Linked DNA regions of Mus musculus: all the other regions are linked to region 5. The links are chromatin contacts, called in public Hi-C, HiChIP or PLAC-seq and promoter capture Hi-C maps. All regions are on one chromosome and are shown on one strand. The core of a region is the stretch at or near the end of the contact, and the rest is flanking DNA. Distances in the headings are between cores, read along the strand shown.

The links. Promoter capture Hi-C pulls out the DNA fragments that hold promoters and counts their contacts. Hi-C and Micro-C count contacts between places; a contact is called where the count stands out from the background. HiChIP or PLAC-seq counts read pairs in DNA pulled down with a chosen protein or histone mark. Capture Hi-C pulls out chosen DNA fragments and counts their contacts.
Region 1: a Hi-C map of B cells shows a contact between it and region 5, with 6 read pairs. The contact joins the promoter of Clptm1 here to the promoter of Prkd2 in region 5. A contact is called at or near these places in 1 of 484 Hi-C or Micro-C datasets (B cells) and 1 of 115 datasets of contacts at active chromatin or transcription factors (astrocytes).
Region 2: a contact with region 5 is called in a promoter capture Hi-C map of embryonic stem cells, with 4 times the contacts expected there. The contact joins the promoter of Gemin7 here to the promoter of Prkd2 in region 5. A contact is called at or near these places in 4 of 39 promoter capture datasets (embryonic stem cells, frontonasal cranial neural crest, hippocampal neurons and 1 more) and 2 of 115 datasets of contacts at active chromatin or transcription factors (embryonic forebrain and pro-B cells).
Region 3: a contact with region 5 is called in a promoter capture Hi-C map of liver, with 2.7 times the contacts expected there. The contact joins the promoter of Trappc6a here to the promoter of Prkd2 in region 5. A contact is called at or near these places in 2 of 39 promoter capture datasets (embryonic stem cells and hippocampal neurons), 1 of 484 Hi-C or Micro-C datasets (CD4 T cells) and 1 of 9 other capture datasets (liver).
Region 4: a Hi-C map of B cells shows a contact between it and region 5, with 7 read pairs. The contact joins the promoter of Bcl3 here to the promoter of Prkd2 in region 5. A contact is called at or near these places in 1 of 39 promoter capture datasets (liver), 1 of 484 Hi-C or Micro-C datasets (B cells) and 2 of 9 other capture datasets (adipose tissue and liver).
Region 6: an H3K27ac HiChIP or PLAC-seq map of embryonic stem cells shows a contact between it and region 5, with 8 times the contacts expected there. The contact joins the promoter of Apoc1 here to the promoter of Prkd2 in region 5. A contact is called at or near these places in 2 of 39 promoter capture datasets (embryonic stem cells and hippocampal neurons) and 2 of 115 datasets of contacts at active chromatin or transcription factors (both in embryonic stem cells).
Region 7: a promoter capture Hi-C map of liver shows a contact between it and region 5, with 3 times the contacts expected there. The contact joins the promoter of Cblc here to the promoter of Prkd2 in region 5. A contact is called at or near these places in 1 of 39 promoter capture datasets (liver) and 1 of 9 other capture datasets (liver).

The regions. Positions count from the first base shown.
Region 1 is chr7:19,663,677-19,666,376 of GRCm38.p6, forward strand. Clptm1 (cleft lip and palate associated transmembrane protein 1) reads right to left here and starts at 1,354. Exons shown (of 14, transcript NM_019649.2): 1 at 1,258-1,354. The coding sequence starts at 1,329.
Region 2 is chr7:19,572,017-19,574,716 of GRCm38.p6, forward strand. Gemin7 (gem nuclear organelle associated protein 7) reads right to left here and starts at 1,327. Exons shown (of 2, transcript NM_027189.2): 1 at 1,293-1,327.
Region 3 is chr7:19,507,188-19,509,967 of GRCm38.p6, forward strand. It overlaps Trappc6a (trafficking protein particle complex 6A), which reads left to right and starts at 1,483. Exons shown (of 6, transcript NM_025960.4): 1 at 1,483-1,645. The coding sequence starts at 1,562. It overlaps Bloc1s3 (biogenesis of lysosomal organelles complex-1, subunit 3), which reads right to left and starts at 1,183. Exons shown (of 2, transcript NM_177692.4): 1 at 1,118-1,183; 2 at 1-423. The coding sequence starts at 414.
Region 4 is chr7:19,821,183-19,824,032 of GRCm38.p6, forward strand. Bcl3 (B cell leukemia/lymphoma 3) reads right to left here and starts at 1,573. Exons shown (of 9, transcript NM_033601.3): 1 at 1,255-1,573. The coding sequence starts at 1,495.
Region 5 is chr7:16,841,514-16,844,213 of GRCm38.p6, forward strand. It overlaps Prkd2 (protein kinase D2), which reads left to right and starts at 1,389. Exons shown (of 19, transcript NM_001252458.1): 1 at 1,389-1,520; 2 at 1,969-2,350. The coding sequence starts at 2,111.
Region 6 is chr7:19,691,276-19,693,975 of GRCm38.p6, forward strand. Apoc1 (apolipoprotein C-I) reads right to left here and starts at 1,384. Exons shown (of 4, transcript NM_001110009.2): 1 at 1,334-1,384; 2 at 1,136-1,211; 3 at 613-760. The coding sequence starts at 1,193.
Region 7 is chr7:19,795,247-19,798,063 of GRCm38.p6, forward strand. Cblc (Casitas B-lineage lymphoma c) reads right to left here and starts at 1,563. Exons shown (of 12, transcript NM_023224.5): 1 at 1,187-1,563. The coding sequence starts at 1,536.

The sequences.
Region 1 (2,700 bases), core at 104-2,603, 2.8 Mb after region 5:
GCCACTGCCACCCAATAATCAACAGAAACTTACAGGAGCCAGTCCCAAGGACCAGAGGCTAGGACGTCCCTGCAGACCCCGCTGGTGTATTCACCACAGCAGGGATAAACCAGCAATTTCCTGAGCTGTGTGCACCCAAGGTCTGGTTGGAAATGCCAGAAAGACTCAGTCAGAAAAGGTGGGTTCTACCTCATCACTTGAGTGTATCTGTCCCCCTCCTTTGAGACCCTACAGCCCCTCATCCCGACTTCTGTCACTTCCCGAGTCTGTTTACGCTACCATCTCCTCTCCCACTCCCCTCACTGCAGGGACATGACTGGAGACATCTTTATAGCCATAAGGCTGGCCCTCTCGCCCAAGTCCTCCATTAACCACTGGGGAAATAAAGACCCAAAGGAAGAAAACTTGTCCAAGGTCACATCCAGTCAGCTACATGCACCCCTCCCAGTCGGTACTCCTCACCCCTGAGCTGCCTCCTACACGGCAGTGACATCCCAGTGGGTGGGTCGACAGCACCTTGCTTCCACTCCATCAATTCCAGCAGAAGCCTGCACGGTGCCTGAGTGAACTGCTATGCTCTGAGGTCTCAGTTTATTTGAGGTGGTAATGGGTTGGGAGGCAAACGCGCCTGGATCAATTATTTCTCTATTTATTTGATCAGCTTGGGCTAAAACAGCGCCCATCTCAGCCCAGACCACCCACAGTCAGCTTTTTCCTAGAACGGACACCAAAACTAACCTGGGTGACCTTCTACAAGCGCCTTCGTCTTGTCGTCCCTCGGATCCTTGTCTGTGAAATGGGTCGGTCGGCCTCCGCAGCCCATGCCCTCTACCCACCACAATTACCGTATTTGCCCTGAGCTTGAAAACTCTCAATTAACCAACCACTGCCCCCGATCTCGGGCACTGCGGAGCGGACCAGGAACACCAGCCCTCTCTAGAAACAGTGCTGGAGGCTGGAACCACACAGTCGAGGACCGAGTCTGCGCCCCTCCGCGCCACCCTCTCCTCCGCTCGAGCAAGGAGTCCGCTGGACGCCCGGCGCGAGCCTGCAGGAGACCCGGCGCGCAACAGGGCCGGGTTCCCGCCACCGTCCGGCCTCCTGGGCGGCCGGGCGCCGCCAGGGCCCAATATTCAAGGTCCCTCTGGGGCATGGAGCCCCCGGTGCACCGGGTTCCTCCAAAAAGGACAAGACACTCCCTGCAGGGGTGCCCCCCGCTGGGGAAGAGCCCCCTCAGGCACCTCTCGGCCTCCGTACCTGACCAGAGCTGCCTCCCCCGGCCGCCACCACGGCGCTGCCGGCCCCGTCCGCCTCCTGCGCCGCCGCCATCTTCCTGCTCCGGGTCCCCGCCCCCGCCGCCAGCCCCGCCCCGTCCCCGACGGCGCCAGCGCGATCGCGCGAGATTTTACGCTTAACCCGTCCCCACCAGGCTTCCGTATCAGAATGGAGCGCCTCAAGCCACGCCCTCTTGAAGGACCAACTAGGCCACCGTACTCGACGTCCGCCCCTTTCACCGCAATTTGGTTGTTTTGGTCTAGCAGGGAGTGACTTCTCCGAGTGCTTGAACTTTCTATAGCAGGAAATGCTCTTTTCATGGGTTCTACTTGTTACACTCGGCCAAGGTGGATGGTTATTTTTTTGATTGTATGGTCTTCCCAAGCAATTCCACCGCAGTTCGGATGGCCGTTTCTTCTCGGGTTTTACAAAGTCGATGGTTTCGGAGCTTTTCCGGCCACCGTAGCGATTCGCTAGAGCCACGCCCCTCTTGAAGAGAAAACCCCTCTCTGGCTGCGGATTTTCGACCTAAGGGGTGGTCATTACTTTGTTCTTTTCGCTTCTGATGCGATTTCCTTGTCTTAAGCTTTCGTCATCAACCCTCGGAGACTGTAGTTCATCCTTAGGCCGTATCTGCTTTCTTACGGACACCACACCTGGAAATGGGACCCTAGTCACTTTTTTCAAATAAAGACTCGTTTATTTGTTTTATGTACACGAGCACTGTATCTTTATGTCAGCAGAGGGCATCAGATCACCTTATAGATGGTTGTGAGCCACCGTGTGGTTGCTCGGAAGTAAACTCGGGACCTCTGGAAGAGCAGATATGCTCTTAGCCGCTGAGCCACCTTCATCCCGGACCTTAGCCGCTTTTAGGCCGCTTAGTTTAGCACTCGTCTTCCATTAGGGGTCTGTGCTTTCTTGCAAACCTCGAATCTTTAAACACAAAGACAGGATCTCATTCTGTAGCCCAGGCCGGCCTCAACTCCTGATCCTCCTGCCTCAGCCTCCAGAATACTGGGATTAAAACATAACATACATGAGAGTAATAATCCTATTTTCTCCTTTTGTTTGTTCGTTTTGATGGGTAAAGGGAAAGGTCTTGAAATGAAGCCCTGGCTGTGGCAAGCATAGAACTTGCGGCATCTTCTAGCCTCATCCTCAGGAGTGCTAGGAGTGCTATCGGGGATTACAGGTTATGTCTCAGCACATTAAACAAGTGAGAGACCAATTCCTTTGGGTTCAGACTCCATCTCAGAGAATCTGACTTAAGATTGAACTCAAGTAAACTAACAGGCCGGTACCTAGCACTAGTTCTAGGCTACACCGCAACAAGAGCTTGAATAAAAAGATCCTAATGCAATTGCTTTGGATTTGGCTCCTTGGTGGTCTTTTTGGGGTTCACGAACGTTTGTTTCATGGCAC
Region 2 (2,700 bases), core at 77-2,576, 2.7 Mb after region 5:
ACTGCAGGCCAGACTTTGAAGGGAAGCTAGCCAGTTCTGGTGTGGTGAAAGTGGCTCTGGCAGGCCTTGCGCCCTATTCCCTCCGCCTTGAGAAAAAGTGTTTGATTACATTCCTAAAGCTAGCCACCAAGGTCTACTCCCTTATTTGGATACTTCCTCCTGAGGCTGAATACCAAGGTAGAATTATCACAGTATTGAAGTCCAGCAACCAAAAGCCCCCTTTGGCCCACCTAATTAACACACTTATTTAAAATTAAACACCTCACCCTAACACAGGGTTTCTCCTTGTGTCTTTATAAATTGCCATTTTTCTATGGGTCAAGTCTGTCTCCTCTTTATCCATTGGCAGTCCTTTGTTCCTCTGGGATACTCCTCCTCCTTCTCCCTTGTTCCCTTCCCCATCTCCCTCATTCTCTATTTCCTGTCTTTGTCTCTAATTCCCTGTTCTCTGTCCTTCTGGGGCAAATGAATCTCCTTTGTGCTGAGCACTTGTCCTGGAGGTTCTGGGCAGGTACTTTTCCTTTCAGTCTTAGCTACAGAGAGAGTTCTACAGCAGCCTGAACTACATAGGGAGAGGTGTGGGGTTTATAGGGGTGGGAGAGGCTGGAGATGTAGCTCAATCGGTAGAGTGCTTGTACCGAAAGTAGGAAATGGACATCCTTCACCAGTTTAACATAAACTGCTGGTAGCAGTTCGTACAGGCCTCTAATCTCGGCCCTTGGAAGGTGAAGGCGGGATGTAAAGTTCAAAGTTACCCAGGGCCAGTTCAAGGCCAGCCTGGGGCTACTGTTCTGCCTGATAATCTCAGGGGAAAACAAAACAAAACAAAACCCAGACAACAAGAAGAAAGTTAAAGAGGAATGGGTCAGTTTGGAGACCATTAGGTCTACCTTGAGTTACCAGGATGCGAAACTTGCTGGGCTTCCAGGCTAGCAGATAGGGCCAATTTCTCCATTCGCATTGTAAAGTAACAGTCCGCAGTCCTCCCACCTCCTATGCAAATTCGCTAAATGGGGCCACACCTGAGCGTAAGCAGCCCGAGGGCAGGATCTGTTCCCTCCGCGGCACCCGTGGGCGGGCGGGTCAGTTTCCTTTTAATTCCTCCTGGCCTCCTAGCGTCCTGCTTTTCAAATTCTAAGAATGTCCATCCGCTCCGGGGCAGCCACCTCCCACCCCGCCCGCCCCTCCCTGCGTCAGAGTACAGTCTCTCTCCAGGCCGTCCCTTCCCCAAAGCTCCAATGCCACCCGGAGCGGCTGACGGGGAAGATGTCCCACGACCACGGAGAACTCACCAAGGCCTGTCCCTGCAGGCGCTGCTCCTACACCCGCGCCGCCGCCACCGCCGCCGCCCAGGGCCGGGCAGGCGCCGAGCCCCGACTGCCTAGTTTCCGCCCGCGCAACCTCAGCAGAGGTCCGGATGGGCACAGAGTCCGGAGCTCCTGAGTTCCGCCCCCGCCCCGCGCCTCCACTTTCCCCACATGTTCATCGGCCTCTCCAGGGCACGCGACCAGGGCTGGTCTCTGCCATCCTGTGGGTTAGGGACATTTAAGATGCCCACTTTGGGGAGCACGAGACAGAGGTTCAGAAAGTTGGGCATGGTGGCTCCCAGGCTTGGAATCCCCGGCGCCCTCGGGAGGTGAGACAAGAGAATAGTCAAAGTTCAAGCGAGGCCTGACAACCTGTGAAAAGGGGCATGGGAGCGGGGCAGGGCGGAGTGGGGGAAGGAAAGAAGAAAGAGTAGTGGCTCACACCTGTAATCTCAGATCTTGGCAGCCGGAGGCAGGAAGATCGGGATCAATTAGAGATAGAATAAGAGAGAGAAAGGGGTGGGGGACGAGGGAGGGACGCAGAAGGAGGAGGAGGGGAAAAAAGAAGCAGAAAAAGCATAAGAGGTTTCCTATTAGCCGCTTTGGAGGCACACCTGTATTCCACCCCTCCCCGTCTCCGCCTCTAGGTACCAGGAAAGGGGCTTACGGAATGCTGCCGCTGGGATGTACCCAGCCCACTTTGCAACCTTTGTTTAAAAATGGAAAAACTAAGCCGGGCGTGGTGGCGCACGCCTTTAATCCCAGCACTCGGGAGGCAGAGGCAGGCGGATTTCTGAGTTCGAGGCCAGCCTAATCTACCAAGTGAGTTCCAGGGCAGCCAGGGCTACGCAGAGAAACCCTGTCTCGAACACCCCCCACCAAAAAAAAAAAAAAAAAAAAAGGGAAAAACTGAGGCCCTGCATAGGGGCATGTGATCTCAGCCCGGGTACAAAAAATGGATTGCATTCCCACAGAGTTCACTTAGGCAGAAAGAAGAATGCAGCTTCCCCTTACTGCCTGGCACACAGGTGCTCTGCAAATATCCGTGGAAAAGAGTGTCCTGCTTCAGAATAGGTGTTGATTGAATCATGAAAGTATGGGTCCTGGTGCCTGCCTGTCTTGGCTACCAAAAAGGCCAAGTGGTCTAACCAGACTTAGTCCTATCTCACTGAAAGAGTATGGGGCTCTGTCCCAGAATGGGATACTCTCTTAAAACCTACAGGTGTCCTCTTCTGGCAGCATCTGAAGACAGCTACATATTATAATAATAATTAATAAATCTTAAAAAAAAACCCTACATTCTCTTTTCAAGTTGAGGGAACAAAATAACCTACATGTTAGCAAATAAATAAGCCAAGATCCTTTAGAGGGGCTGGGGACATGACTCAGTTTA
Region 3 (2,780 bases), core at 233-2,732, 2.7 Mb after region 5:
CCTCCCCGCCAGGGCGGCCACATCGCGACCCGCACGGCGGTACACGCCGCTCACCGCAGCCGCTACGTCGTGGTCCAGGCGCGTCTGGCTCTCAGCCAACCGGAGCTGCAGCAGCGAGCGCGCAGGCGCCATGGCAGGGGTCTCCTCCGTGCCCCAAGTCTCCGCCGGATCGCGCTGCACCACGAGCGGGGGCAGGTCGACCGGCACAACCGTGGGCTCGGGCTCAGGCTCCGAGTCGGTCTCCGCCGCCTCCCCGGCCACACGCAGCCCCGTGGGACGGCCGCGCGTAGGGCCCGAGGGACCCAGGTATAGTTCCTCCTCGGACGAGGATGCAGACAGCTCCGAGTCGGTCTCCGCAGCTTCCCCAGGTACCACTGTCCCCGGCCTTCTCCGCCGACCCTGGGATGACTCCATGGCACGGAGCTGGAGAAGAGGAATTGAGCGGACGTGAGGTCCCGAGTCCCAGCCCCTTCACCGCCATCCCCAGCGAGTCCTGACTTGGGCCTCAGTTTCCTCGTGTACACATGGGTTGGAATTGTGCACCTCTGTATCATTTGTGTGCACACCGGGGACATCAAGGACCGTCCAGGCAAAGCCTTAGAACTAGGTCACACGAGATGGCTCAGCTGGGAAAAGGCACTTGCAATCAAACCTGACGCCAAGAGTTCGAACCCAGGGACCCACATGGTGGAAGAAGCGAACTGAGGCCCGTACAGTTGTCCTCTGAGCTCTACACGCGTGCTAGAGACGCACGCGTATATATACATTAACTAATATAAAATAATAATAATGACTTTAATTCCCAGCACCGGAGGAGAGGCAGGAAGATCTCTGTGAGTTCGAGATCAGCCTGATCCTCAATAGTGCCAGGCCATCCAACATTACATACATAGTGAGAACTTGTCTCAAAATAATACTGACAATAATAAAGTAAGTTTTAAAAGCTTTGTAACCAAGAGTTCCCAGAGTCCCACCAGCACAGGCCACACCCTCCACTGTCCTCCTGGCCAGCGAGCACTTGGCCGCAATAGGCACCAGGGCAAACAGAAAGGACAGCCGCCCGAGGGGACCCTTAACAAGAGCCACCGACACCAGAGTCCCGGAAGGAAGGCCATACCGGGTCTCCGAGGCTCCGAGCCCAAGGGGTCCGCTGCCTGGCGGAAGTGAGCCGGTCTCTCGCAGCGTCACGTGAGCCGAGTTATGGCCAATAGGAAAGCGGTTAGACAAGTCGCTTCCGTAGTGTGGGTTTATTTATTTATTTGCTTATGTATTTAGGAAAATTCCGTTTGACGCGTAAATTTATTTTTTTTAATCTTGGACCCTCACAGGAATCAGAGACTCAGCCAATTGGATGTCCGAAGACTCGGGAGCAGGGAGGGAAGCGAAGAAAGGGCGGAAGATGTTAACAGCGCGGCCAAGGAAGGGGCTCGGTGGACCCGCCTCCTGGCTTTCAAGAAGCAGGCGGAGCTAAATAGGATCACCAATCAGATCGGGCCTACCTCCCGAGCTGACCAATGGGAGCCGGAAGCGTTGGCCAGGCGTGAGGGTCGCGAGGCGGCGTATGGCGGACGCGGTGCTATTCGAGTTTCTGCACACCGAGATGGTGGCGGAGCTGTGGGCCCCGGACCCGGACCCAGGCTCGGGGGTGAGCGGCACGCCGTGGCCTCGGGGTGGAGAAGTGGGGTGTGATCGAGCCTTATGGCAGGTCATTGCTGAGGCGGAGCGAGATGACTTGGGTCAAGGCGCTCAGTTCTAGGCCTCGTCCTGGGGCGCCGTTGATAATTAGGGTAATTGGCTGTTATTGGGCTCAGATGAGGGCTCGCCTCACCACCCACTTAGTATGCAACTCAACATCTTTAATCTTCCTATCCTTCCGTTTCCTCCTTAGAAAATGCACCCTCAACCATACCCGGTCTCATCTGTCCCCTCTGCCTGTGTGCTGGATAAAGTGCGTGCTGATCGCGCTACACCCCAGCACACAGTGAGTTTTTTAGTATGGATTTGCCCCTGTAATGAGTAAAGACCCCACCCGGTAATGTGGAAGGTGGCGCTGGGATCACTGAAATATTGTAATCAATAATAGTTACCACCACTTATGTGTTCCTTTGTGCCTTCCTGTGTGTCATACTCCCATCCACCTCCCATTGTCTTCCTTCTCATCCTAGGGAGGTCATGAAGAAGCTGCTTTGTGCAGAGGCACATGCTCTGGGAAGGAGGGAGCCTGCTTCCTCTCTGCTCTGTGTCACCTTGACTCTAATAAAGAGATTAAAATAGCTTTCTGTGAGCCTGCACAGATATGAGCTTGCCCAGGGCTCTCCTCGTAGCTCCTAACTGCTGCCACCGACTGTGTCCGTACTGGGGGCCCTACAGCTGAGGTAATAGAGTTAGTGGGAGTGTGGCCCGATCATCAGGTCTCAGGAGCCTCCCTGATTTTTTGGGAGGGTGGGGGTGGGGGGGTTCGAAACAGGGTTTCTCTGTGTAGCCCTGGCTGTCCTGGAACTCACTCTGTAGACCAGGCTAGCCTCAACTCAGAAATTCACCTGCCTCTGCCTCCCAAGTGCTGGGATTAAAGGCGTGTGCCACCACGCCCGGCTGCCTCCCTGATTTTATAGGCTACATGGCAGTTTGAACTTCCATGACTGTGTGGGAGTTCAAGACCTGCTGCAGAGACTGCTCTGCTCTCTCTTTTCTTCCCTGAGTATCCCTACGCCAACCCGACTCTTGAAGCAGGTTTTCACTGTATGACCCAAGCTGGCTTCTGGTGATCCTCCTGCCTCTGC
Region 4 (2,850 bases), core at 323-2,822, 3.0 Mb after region 5:
CCTCTAACCCCCACCCCTCACCTCTAGTCCCCACCCCTCACCTCTAACCCCCACCCCTCACCTCTAGCCCCCATCCCTCACCTCTAGCCCCCATCCCTTACCCTAACCTTCATTCCTTATTCCTATTCCTTCCTACATCACATCTCTTCTCTCACAAATGTCTGACCTCCATCTACAGAAAGGACCCTTAAGGGCAGAGAGAGCCCTGTCACCACCCAGCAGGGGACTTCAGTTATAAGATTACACTGTGAGTAATTAGCTGAAGGAATAAATGACAAGCTAATATCTGGGTGTAGGGGATCTGGGGAGTTGGGGCTGTCAGAAAACTTGTCCTTTAGAACCCTTTTGGATGACAACGTTGGGAAGGGTCATTGCACAGATGGGGAAATGGAGGGCAGGGTTCTCATCAGATGGAGAAGGTCTCTTGTTACATAGTGTCCTCCTGCTGGAGCATGATAGGTAGTAGCTGAAGAACCTGGAGGGCCCAGAGACCTCAGCAGCGCTGGGGTATTTAGCAGATAGTAATGTGCCTACTGCAGGTGGATGTCCCTTCCTGGATATAAAAGTTGAAGAGAAAGGTATCCGGTTTCTTGCTGTCTGACCAGCTCTGGGGTTCCCTTTCTAAAGTCCCCCCTTCCCAGGTCCCCGAATCCCTCTCCTTGGACCGAAGCCCTTCAGTTTCTAAATTCCTTGTGTTCCCTCTCTTAGAACCCTCAGTCCCCAAGCCTGCCCCTAGGGCCACCTGACCCAGGGACACTTGTGAGTGCTCACAACTAGCCTGCAGAATGCAGTCACTATCGCCCTAAGACCTCGGTTCCCAGGATTTTAACCTACCGTATCAGCCTCCTTGGATCCTGGGTCCATTTCTATTCATCTCCCCATATCTGCTTACCAGAACCCCAGTTTCCAAGGTCCGAGTGACGATTATTCATAGTTCTGAACATCTGGTCTCTCCCAACCAGATATTCTGCGTCTCTGGAGTGTCTTGGGATCCCATATCTGCGACACTGGACGCTGTCTTCTGACCCCCATTCCCCAAGGCCATTTGACCCTTGGGCACCTGCCTGGGTGAACTTCTTGGCACGCCCATGGCTGAGCTCCAGGGCCTCTCAACCTCTTTCCTAGCTGTCTTTGGGTCATCAACTTGCACCCTGGAGTCCCAGCTACCAGGAACCCCAACTATTTGTGTCCTGTGTTCTGCTGACCTTAGGTGGCCCCCACCCGGCCCTGACTTTCATGGGGGAGGCCACTCACCCTGGTAGTAAAGGGCCTCCGGCCTGGCCACACAGTGGGGGGGCCCAGGGACAACCGGGACGTCGCAGCCGCTGCGCAGGGCGTCCAGGGGTCCAGCGGGGCTGCGCGTGGTTGCGGGCTCTGGGGACGCGGGGCGCAGCGGGCGTTTGCGGAGTGGCAGCGCGGCGCCCGGGGTGCCCTTGGGCCGGGTGCGCAGGTCCACGGGCCCCTCGTCCATGGCCCCCGCGGGGCATCGGGGCATCGGGCCGCCCGGAGACGCCGGGGCGTGCGGCGAGCTCGGCACGGGAAGGCGGTCTCGCCGGGCAGCGGGACTTCCCCTGCCGCCGACTGAACTGAAGGGACTTTTGTCAGTCGGGGCGGCGCCCGCCTCCCGCCTCCCCGCCCCCGGGCCCCCGGGGCCACCCGTCCGCCCCAGGGGTTTCCTGGACCCGCGTCTCGGAGGCGGAGCTCCTGGTCCCCACCCGCCACTCTGCTCATTGTGCCTCTGGCCGGGAGCTCTGTCTGGGTCTGAGTCCTTGAGATTCTCACATCTTCTGTCTGTCTCTCGCTTTGTTAGACTGGAGCTCCTGTAGCCCAGGCTAGTCTCGAACTCACTATGTAGTAGAGGGTGGTCTTGAACTTCTGTTCCTCCTGTTTCAACCTCCTGAGTGCTGAAATGACACTTGCACTACTGTGCCTTGATCTATTTGTCTGTCTGTCTATCTATCTATCTATCTATCTATCTATCTATCTATCTATCTATCTATCTATCTATCTTTCCAGCCAGCCAGCCTGCCTTCCTTCCTTCCTTCCTTTCTTTTTTTCTTGGACCATGGATCGAAGGCTAGCCTTAAATTTGCTGTGTAGCGGAAGATGACCTTGAACTCCTGATCCTCCCTCCTCTACCTCCCATCTCGCCTGGGACACCATAACCGGCAAACGTTTCTGTTGGCTGGTGGGGGGGGGGGGAGGCTCCTGCGTGCTAGGGATCCATACTTCTAAGCCCCTCCCCCAAATCCCCCATCTCTGAATCTCTTGGCTGTGTCTGGCGATCGCTTCTACTTTTGTGAGCACCTTCCCCTCCCACTGGTCCCATCTTTCCTTTAGTATTTCTGACTCTTTCAGCCATCTCCCTTAGTGCCAACTCTGAAGTCCTTAGAGGCCACAGGGTTGCTAGGGCATGGGTCTGAATCCTGAGTCCTACTTCCTCTTGGGTGACCTTGGCCATGCACTTCTCCCTCTGAGCCGTTTCCTTTTTGCAATGCTGGAGCCTAGGAGCTTGTGCACTTGAGCGATCTCCCAGCCCTCTTTGCGTTCCGTTTTAAGACTAAGCTGTTCGGACTGGCTTTGCCTTTGTTCTGTAGCCCAGGATGGCTTAGAACCTGAATCTTCCTGTCTGAGGTGGGATGCAGGTCTGCACCATCAGGGTGAGCCCAGACTCACTCTTTGTGCGAGAGAAAAGCCCAGCCCAAGGCAGAGACTGGTTCTTGGCAGAAAGTAGCCACCCTCTGCCTTCCTCATGCCTCCTAACTCGCAGGGCACAGGATAGCTAGGGGTGCAGGAGAGCTCTGAATGTGTCTCCTTGCCAGGTCCCTGCACCCAGCCAGAGGCCTCAAA
Region 5 (2,700 bases), core at 139-2,638:
TCACGGGGTAAAGGGGGCCGTGAGTCCCAGAAGCAGGCAGTCAAACATGCTGGGGACATGCCTGTCTAGAAGGTACATGTAGGCATGTGGTTTTTAGGGGACACTCATTAGCCAGGCTGTGAGCTCCACGTGGCCTTGCCTCCCCCTGTCCCTCTTTGCAACTTCCCCAGGTGGTAGTTTGGGTTTTCACTCCAGCCTCAGACTTCCTTCCCCAGCCTCTGCCCCCGGATGTGGTGACAGCCAGCACTGTACCCACCTCAGCTGCCCCCAGCAGCGCTGAACCAGTAAGGGGGGGCCCTTGTGGACAAGTTGCTGCTCTCTTAAAGCTCCAGCTACCTGGATGTGAAAACTAATTGGTAGCCACTGCCTGACTACTGGAGTAAAAGTCAGAACGGCTCTTGATGGAGTTAGAGTTGACTACACAGACTCACAGGCTCTCAGTTGATGTTAGCTTTTTAGATTTCCTGTTATTGCACTACTGTTTATTTCAGAGAAGGGTGGAGGTCAGGACAACCCACAGTAGCTCAGCTGGTTCTCCTTTGACTATGTGAGTGTACAGGATTGAACTCAGGCCAGTGAGCTTGGCTTCAAATGCCTTTCCCCACCTGGCCATCTCACCAGCCACATGTTGGATGATTCCGTTAACACACCCACCCAGACACCCCTGGATGTTTTCAGTGCCTTCCCTTTCCTCTGCAAAATCAAAGGCAGCCACATCAACTCAACTTTAGCAGTGTCCAGGCACCACCTGTATTTCGGCCTCATGACAGAAAAACTAAGGCTCACAGTGGAGAAGTCACACAGCCAGAAAGATGTCGGCACTTGGTCTCACAGGAGGTCTATCAAGTGGTGGTGTCCTTTGTCATGCCACCTTGGTTGGAGGGACAGGCTTTGTACCCTCAACTCTCTGGAGAGAAACCTGAAATTAAGCTCTCTTGTGCATCCTAAGGCCTCCTCGACTTCCCACCTTATATACTGGGCTTTTGAGCTGGGGACGCGCGCTTTTGTGTGTGTGTGTGTGTGTGTGTGTGTGTGTGTGTGTGTGTGTGTGTGTGTGTGTGTGTGTGTGTTGGGGGCAGGTTGAGTAGCAGAAACTGTAAAGCCACCGGACTTGACAACGATTTCCGACCCTTTCCCTGCGGTGGGCGCCGGATGCGTGCCAGTCTGACAGCTCACTCCTTCAATGACAAAGCGCCTGCCCCTCTCGCGTGCCGCGGTGAACTGCGGCGAAAAGTCAACTTTCCAGGCTGGACTGTGCAGAGGAAACGCTGACCCTTCCGCCCTCCTACCCCCAGCCACCAAATTCCCCCCAACTCCCTGGTGCGGGGTCCCGCCTTCCCCTTCCGTCCCAGTAAGGCCCGCCCTGTGATGTCACGGTGCCCTGCTTTGATTGGCCAGCTGTGCCATCGCTCCTGAGACTTCCTTCTGGGCCGCCGCTGCCGACTTAAACTTTGAAGGGGGAAAAATAGAGCTACCCGCGCTGTGCGACCCTCCCTTGTCCCCGACCCGCCCCGCCTTCGGTAACGCTCCCTCCTCCGCCGCCCCTGATCCAACTTTCCTCCGACTTTCACGACCTGTGAGAGTCTCTTCTTTCAGCCCTGGCCCTGGCAACCCCTCCTCATCCCCGAGCCAGTCGGGTTCCTACGATCCACTAGATCCCTGGTCAGACTCCCGTTTTCTACCCCCAAGGCAGAGCATCTTCAGGCCTGCCCTGACTTTGGTCCTGCCGTCAAACCCACCGGATCCTGGCATTCCCTCTGCTTTGCTCTCAGCCTTCTTTCTCCAGGGGCCTTGGATCGCAGTGTCTTTTGATTCCAGGGACCCTGCCCTACCCGACTTTCTTTCCTGGTTTCTTCCAACCTTCCAATCTCTGGGTACCCTTCCCCAAACCACTGTTTTTCTTTCTGAACTCTGCTCTCTTGACTCCCGGCGTGTGACCCACTAGATGCCTTTTCTCTCATTGCCCAGGATCCCGCCATCCTCGCGTCTCTCAACCTGACAGATTTCTCTCTCAAATGCCTGCGTTCTTACCACCACCGCAAGAGAGCTCTCGGATCTAGGTCCCAGGGTCCTTGGTGAGCTTTGGGCGGCAGATCTGGATCTGGCCCCCATGGCCGCCGCCCCCTCCCATCCCGCAGGACTCCCCGGCTCTCCGGGGCCCGGGTCTCCTCCGCCCCCCGGTGGCTTGGATCTCCAGTCGCCGCCACCTCTGCTGCCTCAGATCCCGGCTCCGGGTTCGGGGGTCTCCTTCCATATCCAGATCGGATTGACCCGAGAGTTCGTGCTGTTGCCGGCTGCCTCAGAGTTGGCTCATGTGAAGCAACTAGCCTGTTCTATCGTGGACCAGAAGGTGAGGGCATAGGGGGCTCTCATGATAAAGGAGGAGGCTTTGGAGGTGGCCTGAGATTGTTGGGAGGCCAGAGAGGGGCCTAGGTGACAGACGAGGAGGGGCACTACACCCTAGTCGTGTCCTCACTCCACCACCGGTTTCAGAGAGGCCCGGATAGGGGTGGGGTGCCCAGAGGCCTCCCCAAATTGCCTGTCGCTGCTTGTTGTTTTCTGCAGCGAGCAGGGAGGAAGGGAGGGGCCTACCAGGTGTGGAGTTGGGAGGAAGGGGCAAGTGGGAGCAGCTGATCAGGAAGAGCTCTTCTGATGGGCCCATCCTGGGCCTCCGGTCTTTGGAAACAGTAGAAATTGAAG
Region 6 (2,700 bases), core at 134-2,633, 2.8 Mb after region 5:
GGGCCCTTTTTTTTGGGGGGTGGTGGTGGTGTTGAGACAGGGTTTCTCTGTGTAGCCCTGGCTTTCCTAGAACTAGCTCCAATCAGGCTGGCCTCAAAGAGATCTGCCTGCCTCTGCCTCATGAATACTGGGATCAAAGGTGTGCGCCACCACTGCCTGGCTAGTTCTTAACCCAGCATGCCCTAATCTCTCTTTGGCCAGTGTAAACTGCAGAGCCCAGGCCTGTACAGCTTCTGCTGTGCCCCTGCCCCAACTCTCCTACATTCTTTCTCTGTCTCGGAGACTCAAGTCATGACCTGTCTCAAGAGTACACAGGGAGGGGTCAGGGTCTGTCCTAACCAGTCAGCCGCCTAGCTTGGCCCTTCACTAGGACTTGGAAACATCTCTAACAGTTGGCTGGGAGTTACACCGCCTGTCTCCACACTACGAGCACTTTGACATCCAGTTCAATGACTTCAGATACAGTTCTATGACTTCAGGGAAAGTGTCAAACACTCTGGTGCAGTTTCCCCATTGTGTCAGTGTGGAACTGTCTGCTAGGGCTTTTACACACGGGCGCGCGCGCACGCACACACACACACACCACCCGCCCGTGCCCTGAAAGGTCCTAACCGGGTCTTGGTCAAAATTTCCTTCTGTTTGATATGTTCAATGGCTGCCCGGGCCTTGTCTTCCAAAGTGTTCCCAAACTCCTTCAGTTTATCCGGTATGCTCTCCAATGTTCCGGACAAATCCGGGGCCGCCTGGGCGGGGGCTGGGCCTGCCGCGAGAGGGTTGCGAGCAAACTCATTAGCATGGGGGAGGGTATTGGACACTTGATTTTACTGCACCTCTCACCTCCTTGTTTTTACGCTCCGCCCCTTCTAGGAAGATTAGCCAATTCCAAAGGGTGGTATCCTAGGTCATTGGTTACTGCGTCTTTTCTGGACAGAGTTGCCTCCTTCAGCACCCACTTTGACACAAAAATAAGGCACCTGGCAGGTGGGATGGGGGACGATGGGAGGGCGGTAGTGGAATGATGACACAGAAAGGGACCTCAGAGCCCTCCTCGAGGGTCTTCTAAGCCTGGGCCGCAGGCACAAGGCCAACTTCACACTTCCAAGCCTCTTTCTTACCTTCCAAGGCTCTTTCTTACCTTCCAAGGTCATGGCTACGACCACAATCAGGACAGGAAGAGCGATGAAGAGCCTCATCCTGGTTGGAGGGGCACCCTGGAGGCAGACGCACGGGTAGCGGGGGACATCGCTAGTATTCACCACCGCCCTCCACCATGATCCCACCACCCCAATCCCTTAGCTGTAGGTAGTGGGGGGACACTTTCCTATGCACTAACCTGGATCTAAGGATCTCTCAGGAGGCCCATGGCGGTGGGAGGATCCTGCACAGAGGTTTAACCGGTTGGGGAGGGGGCGGAGCAAGCTGGTCGCCCTCCCCCTGAGCCTCCCCCTTGTCTCTGTGTCCACCTACTTTTTCTTTTTTCTTTTTTCTCTTTTTTTTTTTTTTACATAGGCTTTTTGGCTGGCCTGGAATTTGTGATGCTCCTGCCTCTGCCTCTCTAGTGAGTTGCTGGGATTACAGGCATGCACCAACACCAACACAACCAGCCCACTCTCTTCTGTCATTCTGGTCGATACTGGGAGGCAGATCCCACATCCAGGCTTTTTATTTAGGCCCAAGGCTCGTCACTGGTCAGCATCCTCACTTCCAAATCTCATTGATCTCCACCCAGCCTTGGCTGCTCTGCCTACTCACTCTCTCTCTGAGGCTGTCCCACCTTAAGGGGGGGGGTCTTACAAACAACTCCCCTCACCCCCATCTCACCCCTAGCTCACACTGCATCCTCAGGTTAGCTCTTCTCTACCTTCTCCTTGACCAGGAGCCTCAGCTCACATTCTGTCCCGGATGCTGCACCCTGGCTCCCTTCACCTCCAATGCCTTTGCATCTGCACACCCTCAGACCTCCTCGGATGCTCTCTGGGATCTTGGCATCCCCTCATCTCCCTTCCTTAGAAGTTGCCTCTTCAGCTAGTCAAAACTGCAAAGAAGCTAAGAGCCTCTTAGCTTGCAGAGCTCCATAGTGTCCCCTAACTGGCACAACCCCCCTTCCCCCGTTTTTAGGTCTTGTGGGGCCTCCTAGGCCCCTGCAGGCCCTAAACTTGCCTCCCTGCCCCCTCCTTCCACAACATCCTTTCTCTCAGGCTAGAGTCCAAGGCCCTTCTCCCCCCCTCCCCCAGAGCTGTCATTGACCGACAGTGACCCCCTGGCAGCTGGTGGCTAAGGGGCCCAGACTCTAGGTTGGCTGGCCTGGTGCCCCTGCAACCCACGTGTCAGTTGGGGCGGGGGTGGGGGTGGGGACGACGACAACAGGGGGATGGTTGTGAAAGGGGTGGAACAGATTCTCGACCCTGGCTGGGTTGCGACATCTCTGGGGCCAACTCGGCGCTAGCTAGCTTCCAGTCCCTGTGGGCACCAGGCCTGACCCTTTTGCTTCTTGAAAGGAGTCCTGCTCAGTCCTCAAGCGCCCATCTGAATAATGTAACAGATTTCCCCCTTACTCTGCCCAGTGCTTGGTGCTTCCAGTGTCATCCTACTCTTAGCAACAAGGGCTTCCTGTGCCACAGGTAGGGTACGGGAAGCACACAGCTAAGGTTCTAAAACTGCTAGTCATTCAGTTCTTTTTTTTTTTTTTTTTTTCCTTCT
Region 7 (2,817 bases), core at 313-2,812, 3.0 Mb after region 5:
GTGGTGGTACGGCCTTTACTCTCAGAGGCAGAGGCAGGTGGATCTATGTGGGTTCTGGGCTAGCCTGGTCTACAGAGGGAATTCCAGGATAGCTAGAGCTACACAGAGAAATGGGATCCAAAAACAACCAACCAATCTACCAACCAAACAAGAGAACCAGTTTATTACTCTGGGCTGATTGTGGTGCCAGAGCCCTTTGACCCCAGTACTCAGGAGGCAGAGGGAGGTGGATCTCTGTGAGTTTGAGGCCAGCCTGGTCTACAGATCGAGTTTAAAGGCCAGCTGGAACTACATAAGAAAGAAAAAAAGAAAGGAAGAAAGAAAGGAAGAAAGAAAGAAAAAAGAGATATGTATTTTCATTATATATACACACACACATACATACATATATATACACATATATATGCACATGTGTGTCTCTATATATTATACTATATATATATATGTGATATATATATTTATTTATTCAGGCAAGTCACAACAAGGCTAGGGAGCCAGACCCAAATCACCAGTTTAGACCTTGCTCTGGGTTCCAGCTCCAGTTCTATGCAGTTGTCCCACAAGCCAGAGGGCAGGCACGTCTAAGATCCTTGGAACAGACATCTTTGCTGGAACCCAGACAGGTGGAAGTGGAGGTGGGAGTGGGGGCTGGCCTGTTTCTCAGGCTGGACAGGTGGGTCCAACTCATCCTGCCTCCCCAACAGGAAGTTTGCTCTTTTATTTTTTGTTGTTGTTCCGAGACAGGGTTTCTCTGTGTAGCCCTGGCTGTCCTGGAACTCTTTGTAGACCAGGCTGGCCTCGAACTCAGAAATTCGTCTGCCTCTGTCTCCCAGTGGGATTGAAGGCGTGCGCCACCACTGCCCAGCTGAAGTTTGCTCTTCTAGGAGAGACACACGCCTGCACCCCAGGTTCAAGCTGATCTACAAAAGGAAGAAAGGGGGCCTGGAGGCAAGGGTGCTTAAAGGGGGGAATAATGGGGAGGAAGGCTGGACCTGTACTCCTGGGTCTGATGGAATAAAGGGTCTTGACTTTTGGGTCTGATTGAGGAGAGTTGAAGCTTGTACTTCTGGGTCTGAAGGAGGAGGGTGGAACCTGGACCCCTGGGTCTGAGGGAACAGGCGGCTGGTGGCACACAATCCGGAAATCACTAGTTTGTGACTTGTCTCTGAGGTAGGTTAGCGCTCACCTGAATCTGGAGCCCTCCCGGAAAACATCCTGGTTCACGTCCTTTTTGCCTCGGGGTGGCAGGAGCTCCGCCACCTGCCTGCCTTTGACCTCCAGATTGGCCAGGTAGATGGCCAGAAAGTCATCGGCGCCACCGGGACCCTCGGGGTCTTCCCTGGCCTCGCGCCGGGCCTTTGCCACCTCTCCAAGTAGCTGCGCGGTGCGGGGCAGCAGGTCCCGCAGGGACGGGGGCCCCGTGACCATCCTGGGATCCCTGCATTGCTCTTCTAGGCGCTGGAGCAACTTCACCGCCCGGCTAAGCGCGCGTGGCTCGCCCCGCTGCCACCCTCGCGGGGCTGCCGCCGCAGCCATGGGTCCCTCGGGTGGCTTGGGACTGGGACGGAGGGGTGTGGCGGGGAAAGGCTCCAGGTAGGGGCGGGACCAAGAGGGAGCAGGGGGCAGGTCCTGGAGGACCAGGAGGGGACTGTAGGTAAAAGGGGCCGGCCTGGAGAGTCTGAGGGAGGACGGCTGAAGCTGGACGCCTGTAGAGTCTGAGGGAGGAGAGCTGGGACTAGACCCCTGGGTCTGAGAGAGGAGGGCTAGAGTCTGGATTTATTGGTGTTGAGAAAAGAGGTGGTTCCGCAAGTAGGGCTCTGGGACAAGGCACCCTTTCATGAATTGTGGCTGAAGCTGTCAGTCTTTCTTCATAGGGGAGTCAGAGAGCTGAGTCTTCTAAGAACAGAAAGTCAAGTAGTTACTCTATGTCCCCGAGGTAAGGTACTAGAACCACCGGAGTTCGGGCTCCCGTGGCAGGTAAGGGAAATTTAGTTACAGTTTAAGTACCCAGATTTTCAAAAGAGGTGAAAGGGGTGTGGCGGAAAGTGGCGTTCAGGAATGCACAGGGCTGCAGGAAGTGGCTGCCGGGCAGGTTTGCACCCCAACCTGCCAGACCTGTAGGTCCGCCCTGATTATGCTTCAGACAGCCACCAGAGGGCGCCGTGGACACGGTTCTCTCTGCCCCAGGGCACCCAGGGCATCCAGCAAGCCAGCCACCACCCCAGCTAGGCCCGGTACTGACTCCTCAGCCTGCCTGCTCTCTCACTCTCTCCTTCTCCCTTCCTCTCCCTTCCTCTCCCTCCCTGTTTGGCAAAAACTCCAGATCCAGGAGATCTGAAGCCTCTGTCCTCTGAAGACACCCTGGGTAAGCACACACACACACACACACACACACACACACACACACACACACACTTTGTTGTTCTAGCTTTGTTTTTTTAGACAGTATCTCACCATACAACCCTGGGCGTCCTGGAACTCTCTCTGTAGACCAGGCTGGCATCAAGCTCACAGAGATCTGTCTGCCTCTGCCTCCCAAATGCTTGGACTAAAGGCACGGGGCATGCCTGGTACAATATCTTTTATTATTAAAAAAAAAAAATCCCAGCACGATGGAGTCAGAGGGAGACTAATTTCTGATTTAGAGCCAGCCTGGTCTACACATTGAGAGTTCCAGGTAAGCCAGAGTTACACAGAGAAATCCTGTCTCCAAAACAAACAAACAAACAAACATAAAAAATTGAAGTTGAATGTGTTTTCAGATAATTTTAAACCTAATTATTCAGGAAGAAGAGAACAAAGATGTTGAATTATGGT